Linked DNA regions of Drosophila melanogaster: region 1 is linked to region 2. The links are chromatin contacts, called in public Hi-C maps. All regions are on one chromosome and are shown on one strand. The core of a region is the stretch at or near the end of the contact, and the rest is flanking DNA. Distances in the headings are between cores, read along the strand shown.

What was found. A called contact is a pair of places that touch in the nucleus more often than the background predicts.
Region 1: a contact with region 2 is called in a Hi-C map of the S2 cell line, with 2.6 times the contacts expected there. A contact is called at or near these places in 33 of 107 Hi-C or Micro-C datasets (the Clone 8 cell line, the Kc167 cell line, the ML-DmBG3-c2 cell line and 12 more) and 2 of 7 datasets of targeted methods (both in the Kc167 cell line).

Annotation. Positions count from the first base shown.
Region 1 is chr3R:21,430,415-21,436,408 of dm6, reverse strand. lbl (ladybird late) reads left to right here and starts at 2,276. Exons shown (of 3, transcript NM_079710.4): 1 at 2,276-3,144. The coding sequence starts at 2,442. It overlaps lncRNA:CR44089 (long non-coding RNA:CR44089), which reads left to right. Exons shown (of 1, transcript NR_074037.1): 1 at 1-58.
Region 2 is chr3R:21,387,339-21,393,316 of dm6, reverse strand. It overlaps bap (bagpipe), which reads right to left and starts at 4,437. Exons shown (of 2, transcript NM_169958.2): 1 at 3,858-4,437; 2 at 2,868-3,736. The coding sequence starts at 4,302. The coding sequence ends at 3,033.

The sequences.
Region 1 (5,994 bases), core at 1,027-3,526, 45 kb before region 2:
GACTCCTGCTCCGACATCCCCGATCACCCTGGCAGAAGCCACGGCTCAAACCCCCGTCCATCCCCGCCCCGGGCAATATGACAATATGACAATGTACACAAATACACGAGGACCGTGGTGAAGAGAGCTCTCCGGGGATTTGGGCTTGCCAGATGCGACAATAAACACTTTTGCTATTTATGAGGTTTAAATGAACACGGGTCCGCCATCTTGGGTCGCCTAATGAAAGGATATAGAGCCGATACATTTGGCTTATGAATTTGCAGAATTAGAGGCGTGTCGGATCGGTTGAATGGGAATGGATTTGAGTGCCGGCTCGAGTGGTTCGCTTCCTAGGGGCGATGGCTAATTATGATTGACAGGGCGTGTCTCGTCTATTGAGGCGCCCAATTAAGAGTCGTTTTATAATTGATTTTGAATATGAAGGCAATAGCGATAGCGAATGTTCCCAAGCCCCGTCAATTTCTCACTTCCAAGGCAAGCGAAAGGAGAGAATGCCCTGGCTCGTCAACTTTAGTCAGTCAAGTGTAGGCATTAATCAAACATCGCGGCCATCTTGCCACCAAAATAGGGGGCAGTCGAAGGGATTGGAGAAGGGCCCTTATGCAAATTCAGCGTCATAAATTGCGATGTAGGGTTCGGGTAAAATACATCTAAACAACACCCTTTCAAGAGACTGAATAAACTGGATTTTATATTAACATACTGTGCTACTCATTTTGTCAGCTGGGTACCTGTGTACTTTTGCTGGATCAAGTTATTATTTTGTAATTTTATACGTTAAACATTAAAAGCTAATTTGCCCATACTATGTAGTGTAAAAGTCCAATTTGTTGTAAGCCCTTGATGAGCCCAATAATCATTGGTAATTGATGCTCCGCGCTTTAATAAACAGATACAAACACAAATTTGTTGAAATTGCCACTTCCCCTGATTTCTTTTCCCATCTCGAAATAATCAATTATACTCGTTTTCAAAGGGCAGTGTAGAACCCATTATCGATTACGGCTCGCCAGTTACATCATTTCACTTAGCCGACTCTTCAGTCACATTCCCACCGGCAAAGGGCGCAATGCAGTTAAATAGACATTTGCATGCAAAATTCAAGGAAAAGCGAGAAATAAAAAAGAAAACCAGGACAAACAGCGGAGCGAAATTGAATAAAAAACTGACACTGACAAACAAACGAAGCGAGGCGCATACAGGGCGCATACGTGATACAACGAGCGGACCAAAGTTGCAATCAATTTGGAAATGCATTGAGTTGAGCTGTGGAGTGGGAAGCGAGGGAAGTGGCAAGACAAACGAATGTGTGCCAGCAAAATGCACTTAAACAAATGGAAATATAAATGGGAAAATATAAAATAATATAATCATAAATTGTGTGTAGAGAAACTAACTAACTAACAAGATGCAGCTAGTTATTAGATCTAACAACGATCTCAAGTTAACAAGTAATAAATGTGAAGAGCAAAGTAACTGTCATGTTGTGCCATTTATAGGTTATTACTTTTGAGGTGCAGAATTCGTTCGCTTTTTAATTTATGTTGAGGAAGTTTGAGGGAGAAAGACATTTTTACATTACTATAATATTTTTCATAGGCACATCTATTTATGACAAATAAACCTCTTTCAAAAAGACGTTCTTGAACGAAGGATTGTCAGTTCGGGGAACTGTTTTTCCCAGTGCATCAGAGGTCTCGAAACACGGATTCGAAGAGGCTTGTTTTTCCAGTGGAAAATAGATGAGGAGTCGAAGCCAACGGTACAACGAGACATCATTATTGATGACAATTGAGTGGGCCAAAAGAGAGCTGCGAAAAAGCGGGTGAGCCAACAATTACGATAATTAACGCAGTCAGTCGCCTGGAAAGCGACGGGAAAGAGAGGGAAATAGTGCCGCCCCAGAGAGAGAGCGAGAATGAGAGAGAGAGAGAGAGGGAGGAAAGAGAGCGCATGTCAAATTGTACAAATTAATGACGTTCGCACGTTGACAGCGACTTTTGGTCGGGTGAGGGGGTCTGTATGGCCCTCGACCAACTGCTATTGGTCCTCTGGTTAGCTCTCCCTCTCTCCATCTCTCTCTTTTCTGCTGGCACGCCCCCTTGGCGAGAGCGAGGCGGCGTTTCCAATTAGACAAGCTGCGCAGCTGCGCGAGTCCGTGACGTCATGGGTGCCAACCAGTTTGGAGGCCCCAAAAAGCAGTTGAGAGAGCTTGGCCAAGAAAGAGAGACAGAGAGCCGAGCAGCATTAGCATCGCATTCTGGCCACGAGCCATTTTCGTTGTTGGTGTTTGTGTTGCACGTTGTGCCGACGTTTTTCGTGTGACAGCCGCGCGTTTTGCCGACGCGTTTTTAATCGCCCGTAGAAAAGAGTTTGGAGCTAAGCCGTAAGGATACAGCCAGGATGTGCTGAGTGGCCAAAGGAAAATACACCTAGAGATGCCGCAAAGAACTCCCAGTCCCGCTAACTCTGATGTTTCGGTGGGTTCGCCCAGTCCACCGCCTCTGAGATCGTTGAATATGAAACGATTGCGGCTTTTGAGGAGTCCTATTAGCCTGGAACATGACCGCCAAAAGTCATCACCCGTCAGGGTCAAGAGCTTTTCCATTGCCGATATCCTGGGGCGAGGGCATGAAGAGGATCGTGTGGAGAAGAAGCCGGAGAGAATTGCCATTCCCAATGCTTTACCAGGAGTACCTGCTCCATTGGCTCTGATCAACGAAAGATTGCAAATACCCTTGGTGCCGAATTGCCCTCCGCCGGCTGCACTACATACATTTTTATCGCCCGCTTTGCTCCACAGCTATGAGCAGCGACTGGCCTGGGACTACCAGCGCCAGCTCCAGGAGCACTTCCAGGCACAGGCGCAACTCCTCCGGCAGATGACCCTGAATCCCGCGATCATTGCCTCCGAGGACGGCAGTTCAGAGCGTTCCCAGCGATCAAGCAGCAGCAATGGCAGCACCGAATGCTGCAGTCCCACCCAGGCGGAAAAAGTGGAAAAACGTTCCCAAGAGGACAGAATGGAGGTTCCTAAGAAGTCGCCCGAGGAACAACCAAAGGGGGCCAGCAAATCAAGTGGAGACACTCCCTTGGATGCCCTCTTCCAGCTGTCCACCAAAAACTTTGACGAAGAGCAGGGTGAGTAGTTTTCAAGAGAAAATATATTCCTCTAAATCCAAACAGAAGAAGACTTTGCTTTTAAACTGCGGAACCCAGTGGACAACCAAAAATCATATTCTTCATATTTACTATATGTAAAAAAGTACAAACAAAATTATAGTGCAGAGATAATAGATATTTCATCAGCTTTTTCTCAAGTTTTATCAACACCCCTGAGTATATGAGCTTTTTGTTATATATGATTGGAATATCTTCAACATAAAAATATCCACAAACTGTAGAATTACTTACTCCGCGTTCACCTCTGTGTGCACAACCGCAATCAAATTACATTTTAATATAAACTGATTTCCCAACGAGACCCATCATAACCATTAGCCTGGCCAGCGATTGATCAATTGTTGTCATTACGTCTTGATGAGATTCTGCTTAAGGCGTAAAAACAGTAGTGAGGTCAGCCTGCTCGTCCGAGGTGGCTAAATCAATTTCAGGCCAGCCGGCTGGCAGCTCGCTCGGCATCGCCTTTGATGGCAATTGCCTTTCCCAGACCCAGACCCAGTCCCAGTCCCATACCCATACCCAGATCCACTCGAAGGCCCCAGCCCGGTCATATGATGATGCTCTAGCTGCGGCGAGCTGCTGCTCCAACTCGAACTCAGACTCCAGCTGATGGCTGATGTCTGATGGCTTTGGCGCATGCGTATCGTTCGGCATAATTTGCTTAGCGGCGTTGATTTCTCGTTAAGTCGCAGACGCAAACCGATTTATCCCACACTCGGAATAAAAACAGAAACTGCCGGGAGTCACTGGGAAAACTATTCCTCATAATATCTTCGTTTGGAAAACACATCACCTTGATACAAATTATTGTACAAACAACTAACTAAGAGTATTTAAAAATATCCTGAACGGAACATTTCTTTATTTATTATATCTGCAAATCAATTTCCATCATTTTTCGGTGTAAAACAATATTGGCCATGAATGTCTATTAAAATATCTTCCCACAGCGGCTGTCATATTTTTTCCGAGTGCACTGACCAGCAATCCATCAGCGAACCCATGGTCTGCGCTTTTGTTCATCAGCTACTGAAATTGAATTTACGCGCCGCACGTACATCAGCCAATTGGTTCGTGCTCCACTCTAGATTGCCGCATTGCCGGATTGCTGAGCTGTTGGGTTGTTCGGTTGCCACAGAGCCATCTAATCAGCACCAGCTGATTTGATCGGTTGATCAACTGCTACTGGCATTGAGTGCCGCCCGGGATGATTATGATTATCGCCGAGCTGCACTTAAGCGCCGCAGTTTGCGAAAATTGTATTGCTTTTTCCCAAGACAGCATCCGGTGTGGAAGTGGAAGAGAAGACGCGAGGTTGGCCATGGACTGAACCCTTTCTACGGCTGCCTCCTGCAATTTGCCCGGCTGATCAAAAGCCGTAACCGGCCAGTTGAGGGAAAGATCTGAGACACTTCCGCCTGGTAATTAGGAGCAGCGACAACTCCCATTGCAACGCCATCGTAGCCCCACTTGGGGCTTGGGCCTGCTCACCGCTCATGACGATTGCCGGCAGATAAGCCATAAAGAGGCCCAGGCAGCACATACAAAATAATTACAATGAAAATGGCTGAAAAGTTGCAGCTATTTGAACAATGGACCTGTCGTTAGGTCTTGTCAATTACGCGTAGATACCTGCCACATTACGTCACCGAAGAATGGGTACCCTTTAACACGTTTCAGCAGAGTCGAATGTTGCCAGAAGGGTTTCTTTCTTTTAGATCGTAGAACGGTTTCCTTACATTTTCTCAGTTAGTATGTAGAATTTCTATGGTTCCGCCAATTGAAAATGGAAAGTGGATAATTACTGGGGGAACTACCCTCTTACAGGGTATACCGGCAAACGGATGGCGACTTGGGCACAAAGAAAGCCCGGTCGTGGGGCGATCAGCACGGTCGGTGGCTGCCGCTGAAATGTGGGCTTGATGAAACGCCAAGACAATTGGCACAGACAGCCGCGTTATTGAACGCACAAACGGCACAGAGCGGCGGATGCATCCCTAATTACAATTTAATTACTAAAACTTTTCCCACTTGACAAAAAGGCGGCGGCCATGGCAGTTGAGGACCAGAACACCAGAAGACCCAAAGACTGCGACGCAGCCGAGCATGAACCACAAACGCACCGCAACCAGATACATTGACAGGCCCTAGACACACACACACACACTTCGGCCACAATGATGATGGCTCTTCGGGTTGACAGTTGATTTGACAGATAGCAGTGTAAACATTTTACAAAATGCGGGCTGAGGTCGCGGGGCGGGGCGGATCCAAATAACAATAGTAAAACGCTGGCCGGGTGTTAGTTGTTAGGCTGCCCAAAGAGTCGGAGCTAATTAGTTCAACTAGACGTATACTTAATTTCGAATGGGAGCAAAGTCGAAAATGTAAATAAGTGGCGGATTGAGCATAAATTATAGTTATAATTGGAAATTCGCACGGAGAGTGGGCCGGCCTGTGTGCTAACTACCATGCAAATGGATCCCAGTCAGAGCTGTTAGAGGGCAATTTTCAGTCACGTCAAATCAAACGATCCATAACCGGTCCACATCCACAAATGGTGCTCCCATGTCCCATATGCCATCGCAACTAATAGGTGGGGTAATGGCTTTTCGAGATTCTACTTTCCGAACAACGTGACATTCAGAATGGCATGCCTTGGCTTAAAACGCCCCCTACAATGATAATACGTATATGTATATCTGCTGTGCCAGATAGATTTCCATCTTTCGCATTAGTGGCCACTTGCCCCGTAATTGCTGTTCAAATATATTTGCCTCCAGATCGCCGGGTATTAAAAATCTAGTT
Region 2 (5,978 bases), core at 3,188-5,687:
CAACACGTGCAACAACAACAACAATAGCAGTGGCAAATCGAAGTGTCAGTCGCAGTGGCAGTCGCAGTCGCAGTCGAAAATCCCATCTCCTCAGCCTCCTCCTTTTATGGCACACATGTGTGCAGCAGACGATCGACCGGCCAGAGATGGAGATCGAGGGACACGTCTGTGGATGGGGGTCGTATTCGGATTGGGATTGGTATTGGTATTGCGATTGGGATTGGGACACGTTATGGAGGGGCATGGTGAACAGGAGCATGGAAAGCGAACGCCGAAGCGCTGATGCAAAGTGCATCGAGATGGGCCAAAACAAGAATGCAGTGCATTTTATAATAAGTGAACGGATCGGGCATTTTGTTTACACTTTAAGCTGTCCGGCCAGCGTGTTTTTGGCGTTTTCTTTTGAATTTCGCGTTCCGCCATTAAATGCACTCTCTGCTTAAGAATGCAGGCCTCCGCCCAATATGTTTAAACAAATAGCAAATATTGCCAATATTGTTTACCCGACGTCCTCGACATTCCCGGTGACAGGCGACGACTAATTGCAGTTCAAAGATTGCGCATACGCCACTTGGGCCCCGACCCCGAAAGCGACCCATGACTAATTTCCATATTAATTACAAGCCAAATATCAGGCGGCCGGGTTTAAAAGGATTGCCGTCAAGTAGCTGACATCTCGTAGCACCCCGGCATGTGTGTCATAAAAAAGGTTGCATAAACAAATCCGGAGGCGGCGCAATATAAACAAATTAGTAGCCGAGCCGCCGGACGAGCAGGACGATTTGCATTCACTCCAAGACCACATGCAGCGTGCGTCTTCAACCCTTCGAAATCCGAAGCGTGCTGTAAAACCGAAACTCCAAGTCAAAGAGTCCGTGAATTATGCGTGTTATTGGTTGCCGAGTGTGCGGAATGGGGCGGGCCTCGAAAAACTCACTCAAAATTCAGAAAACACTCAGTCTTGTTTCCCACTCGTTGCACTTTCCTAATTGCCTGTGGATAATTTAAAGAATAATATAATCAGTAAAATGTACGATTTTCTATGGAAATCAAAAGCACGACATCAAATTTTTAGCAATTTAGATTTATTCAATTTATTTAGGTCTTTATGAGTCAAAAACGGAATTTAAAAACACATTTTAAAACTATTTCATCCCAAGAATCCACATAGAAAGTTGAAGCACCTACGTTTTCTAAAGGTACAGTCCGTGTCTGAACGTAGAAGGGAAATCATATAGTTTGGACCAGTAACTCGTGTTTATTTTAAAACAGAAAATTTAAATAATTTAAATAAATACACAAATCTATAACAGAAATATAAAATATGACAAGAATTTGGGAGCACAGTGGCAAAAAGATACATCCTCAAGCCGCTGTATCTGTTATTTACCCAAGTAATTACAGCTGTCAATCGATTTTAGTGTCCCAAATTTGTCAAATGCCTGCGTGCTTTTAGTCTAAGAATGCGTCCAAGAGCAATATACGTACTTAGAGATCTCCTCATACCAATGTTTTTTCAGTTGGCAGTCACCAGACCAGCACGTTCAATGCCCCACTTTCGAAAATTTTCAGCACTTTAGAAAATATGTGGAAAAACTCCGAGGCTTCATACGCTAGGCGCCGATTGAAAAAATAATTAAAAGGTTTCATTTATCCTTCTATCCTTAAATCTCAGATATTGTATTATTTATATAACATATTTTTTTAAATATTTTTATTTGTGAAAGGGGTGAACATTTTTAGGGGATATTTAAAAATGTTTCTCTGGAAATACGAGCAACATTGTTTCTAACGACATTGTTTCCTTTTGAAGTGAATGTTTAGCAATGATCAGTCGATCAGTCGACAATTTCCACTGGGCACATGTCCTTTTCCGATCCTGGGCGTCAGTTGGTGATTCTATTTGTTTGTTTGTTTATAAACATCAACAGGTCGGCCGGCCGTTAGAATTGTCGCCGCCGGGCACTTGAGGCAGGTCCTTGTGTCGTCAGCCACCAACTGTGCCGCTAAGGACATGTCTATGTTCCCAATTCCGATCCTAATTCCGATCCCAATCCCGTTCCCACTCCTCCTCCTCCTCCTCCTCCATCCCACCCGGGACGATATTGTGCAAAAGCGCCCGGGAAACATCGTATGTAAGTCAGTGGTTTGTGGGTCGCAGACGTCCGGCCCGACCTTTCTGACACATTGAAGCACTTCTATGTCGTCATTGAGTGGGCTCGTCATAGTCGGTCATCATCAGCGGCTTTCGGCTTTCGCAAGGCTCCGGCCACACGCATTCCACTTCAGCGGATCTCATCTCGAGGCCCTCATCCGCCAGATCGCTGTCATTCTGAAGGGTCTGAGAAGCCTCTCGCCTTCCCGCCCGCTGATGCGAATTGAGGTCATGTGGTATTAATTTATGTAACAATCGTTTAGTGGCTAAGCGCCTTTTGATGTATTCTTTTCAGAAAGCAGATCTCTTTTAAAATACTAAATACATTTTAAAATCTAGCAATGAGATCCCACCTCTATTTATTGTAGATTGATACTTCGTGGTTTGTTTCCTTTGCCAACATATTAAAATTAAAAATGAACCTTAACGTGAATAGTTTAACGTAAATAATTGTAAATTCCTTTGTGAAAAAGGAAAAACAAACCCAATCAATTGCTAACTATATAATAAGGCGACTTCAAAGAAGAATCAGTTAATATATCTCGTTGAAATATATGAACATGTATTGTTATAAAACACACAATAAATCACTATAAACCTTTGTACTTCTTCCAGGATAAGTTGATTATCGTTTTTCGAACTGCATTGTTTTAACTGCATGAAGTGAAGAAATTCAAGTGAAGCAGAAAACTCAAAACAAAAACCAAGTTTTATTTAATTCATAATTTTATTTAGCTCTCGGGTAGATACGACTACAACTTAATGCTACTAAAGCTATGGGACATCTATTGGTTACACATAGAGGCTAAAACACAATTTCTACGGCTATCACAAAAACGTAGCCCCGGTTCTCCTCCGAGACATGGTCACTCCCAACCTAGTCGATCTCCACATTCTCGTCAACATCCTCCGCCGCCGAGTGAACGCTCTCCGCTCCGCTCTCGACGCTCATCATCTGGCCATTGGGACTGGGACACGGCGTTCGCTGGGGACGCACTGCACCCGGGATGGGGATGGGAACTGGCGATGAGGACGCCGAGGATGCAGTCACAAAGCTGGAACTCTGGGTTGGTGGCGGTATGGGTTGCGGCACCTTGTGTTGCGGGTAGAAGTACGGGAATGGCATCTGCATCTGTGGCAGCGGAAGTCCGCCGTAGGCCAGCTGCAGCTGATGGCGGTAGATGTTGATCAGGGCGGGATCGAGGCCGTGTCCAGCACCGGGAGCAGCCATGTGAGCGTAGGTGGTGCTGCCATCCTCTCGCACCAAGACTTGGACGGGAACCCTCTTGCTGGCACCCAAAAGGGCGGCCTCGTGCTGCTGGATCTGCTTGCGCTTGGTCTTGTAGCGGCGGTTTTGGAACCAGATCTTCACCTGGGTCTCCGTCAGGCGCAGGCTCTTGGCCATCTCGCTGCGTTCCGGACCGGACAAGTAGCGCTGTTGGGCAAAGCGGCGCTCCAACTCGAAGACCTGGGCGTGGCTGAAGGCGGCACGCGACCGCTTCTTGCGGCTCAATCCACTGCCGTCGTGGGATAGCGGCGACTCCGAGGGGGAACTGCTCAATGGCGGTGGTGAGTCGCAGTCTGTAAAGGGAAAATTACCAAAAGTTAGCATACATCCTATACAAAAGGCCAATGAATAAGTAGCGTTCTTTTCAGAGTCCATTAGAGCCTGAATGGCGTTAATTTCGTGCAGGTTACTTACCGGAATCGTTGCTGGTGCAGCGTCTCATGTCCAAAGGAGCAGCGAGGGTGGATCCAAAATAGGCCAATTTGCGCTGCATGTAGTCGGCGGCACTGGAGTTCGATGTGCCCGTTGCCTGGTGATGGTGGTTATTGTTGTCCATCGCCGCCGCATAATACTGCAGATAGTTGCTGGGTTGCCTGGCACTTGGTTGGATCTCCTTGGGTTGGGTCAGCTTGTAGAGGCCGAGATCTCGGCAGCAGAGTGGCGGCGACTTGGAGATCGATCGCTCGCGATCGGAGGAGGGTTTCAGCTTTTCCGGTTCCGGTTCGGAGTCCACGCTGGACATGCGACGTGTTTCCGGATTGCTGCGCGTTAGGATATCGTTGATGGAGAAGGGCGTGGTGAGCGATTTGCTCAGACCCGCCATCGCAGCACTGACACCCGCGCTTTCCATATTCAGCATTTTTCGAATTTTCTGAATATTTCGGATATATATATATAGGTATTGTCTTTGGCCTTTCCGACACTTGTTCACTACGGATTTCTATTGATTTTCCGATCTTCACGACTCGAGGGCTGCGCAGCGAATGTGCTTCAACTGGGCGCTCCGGGCTGTCTTTAAATAGTAGCCGAGATCCCCGGCGAGATTCACTCGGTCTCACGGAGTGGAAATGTGCGCCGTACTCAAGTGGCTCGCCGGCATCCGTGGGGGTGGAAACTGGCATTCGACTCCTGCCATTGGTGGATCCGAAACCTAGCTGGAGAGCCTTTGAGTTTCCTCTCAAGTGCGTAAACAAAGTCGGTCGTAAATGGCTACGGTTGCTGCCACGTACTTGTATGGTGCGCCTTAACACGCGGGGAGTGCATGCATCCTGTTTATTGTTTATAGCCCGCTAACTGCTCCTCGGTGTTTTGTCTTCCACATTTTGGGTACAGTCCTCCGAATGGGTTTACATACTAAACCCATTCCCATCTCAACTCATTGTTTAAACGAACGATTTGTTTAGAATTTAAATCATTCGGAAACAATCAACCGTAAACTCCAACTTTTTAGTGTAAGTAGGTTAGTTGGGTCATGGGATTGTTTGGAATCGTTAGCCAAAAACTAAACAATACTTTAATGGGTCTAACCAAAAATATTTCTTCGTAGCTGCCTACTTCAAGTCGAGCATTCGAACTACAATACATAATATAATCACGTATGCCACTTGCTTACATTATGACAAATTATTAGGCAGCTAATATCTTAAAATTCTATAAATTATTTTACTGAACCAAATATTATTTTAATAAATCCAGCCAGCTGGTGGAAAAGTAAGAAAGCCATATGAAGTATTTACCTTACATAGCTTTTAAATTAATAAATAAAATCTAAAACAGATGGTTTTATAGTTTTAAAATAGATAAAAATTTAGGCACTTATTTGCAAAGTGTTTCATAATTTTTTATACAGGCCGTAATGTGTATTAACTAAGCAAATGAAACTAAAATAATAGTGCTTTTAACATGAACATAACTAAATCAAACCAGCGAAAATGGCTAAGACTGAGATTTCAGAAACTATAGTTCACATTATAAGCAACTGGTTAAGTAGTTAACCTGGGCAAATATTCCAGAGATCACTCAAAGAGTACTCAAGGTAAGTTCTTCTCATTGGTTGGCATGGAGCCCAAAGAGCGCTGATTGGATGCCCGGAGGCTGTGGCAACATGGCTGCCCACTCAGTCCGAAAGGCACTCAACTGATTCACTCGAATCGAGTGGCATGTGGGATGCTGGGATGTTCGGATGCTGGGAACAAATCCGAGCGAAACGAGCACGCGTTCTCATCGCCTCGCCGCCTGGGGTGGCTTTTGTGCCTTTTGATTCCGGATCTCGGTGCGATTTCTGCTCTCCACTGCACTTCACACCTTCGGGCTATAATCTTTTTATTGCCAATTCAGTGGCTCTTAAAGCCGCGGGCGCCGCAAAGTCAAGCCAACAATGGAAGACCAGCGCGAAAGTGATGGAAGTGAGCGGGGTGAGTGGGTGAGGGTTCCGTGTTTTGCGGTCAGATTTGAGTAACCAATTCAGGACCAAGTGCGGTGTGCAATTGGAATGGATCGGGGCAGGAACTGCTACTCGTTATACCATTTCGCCTG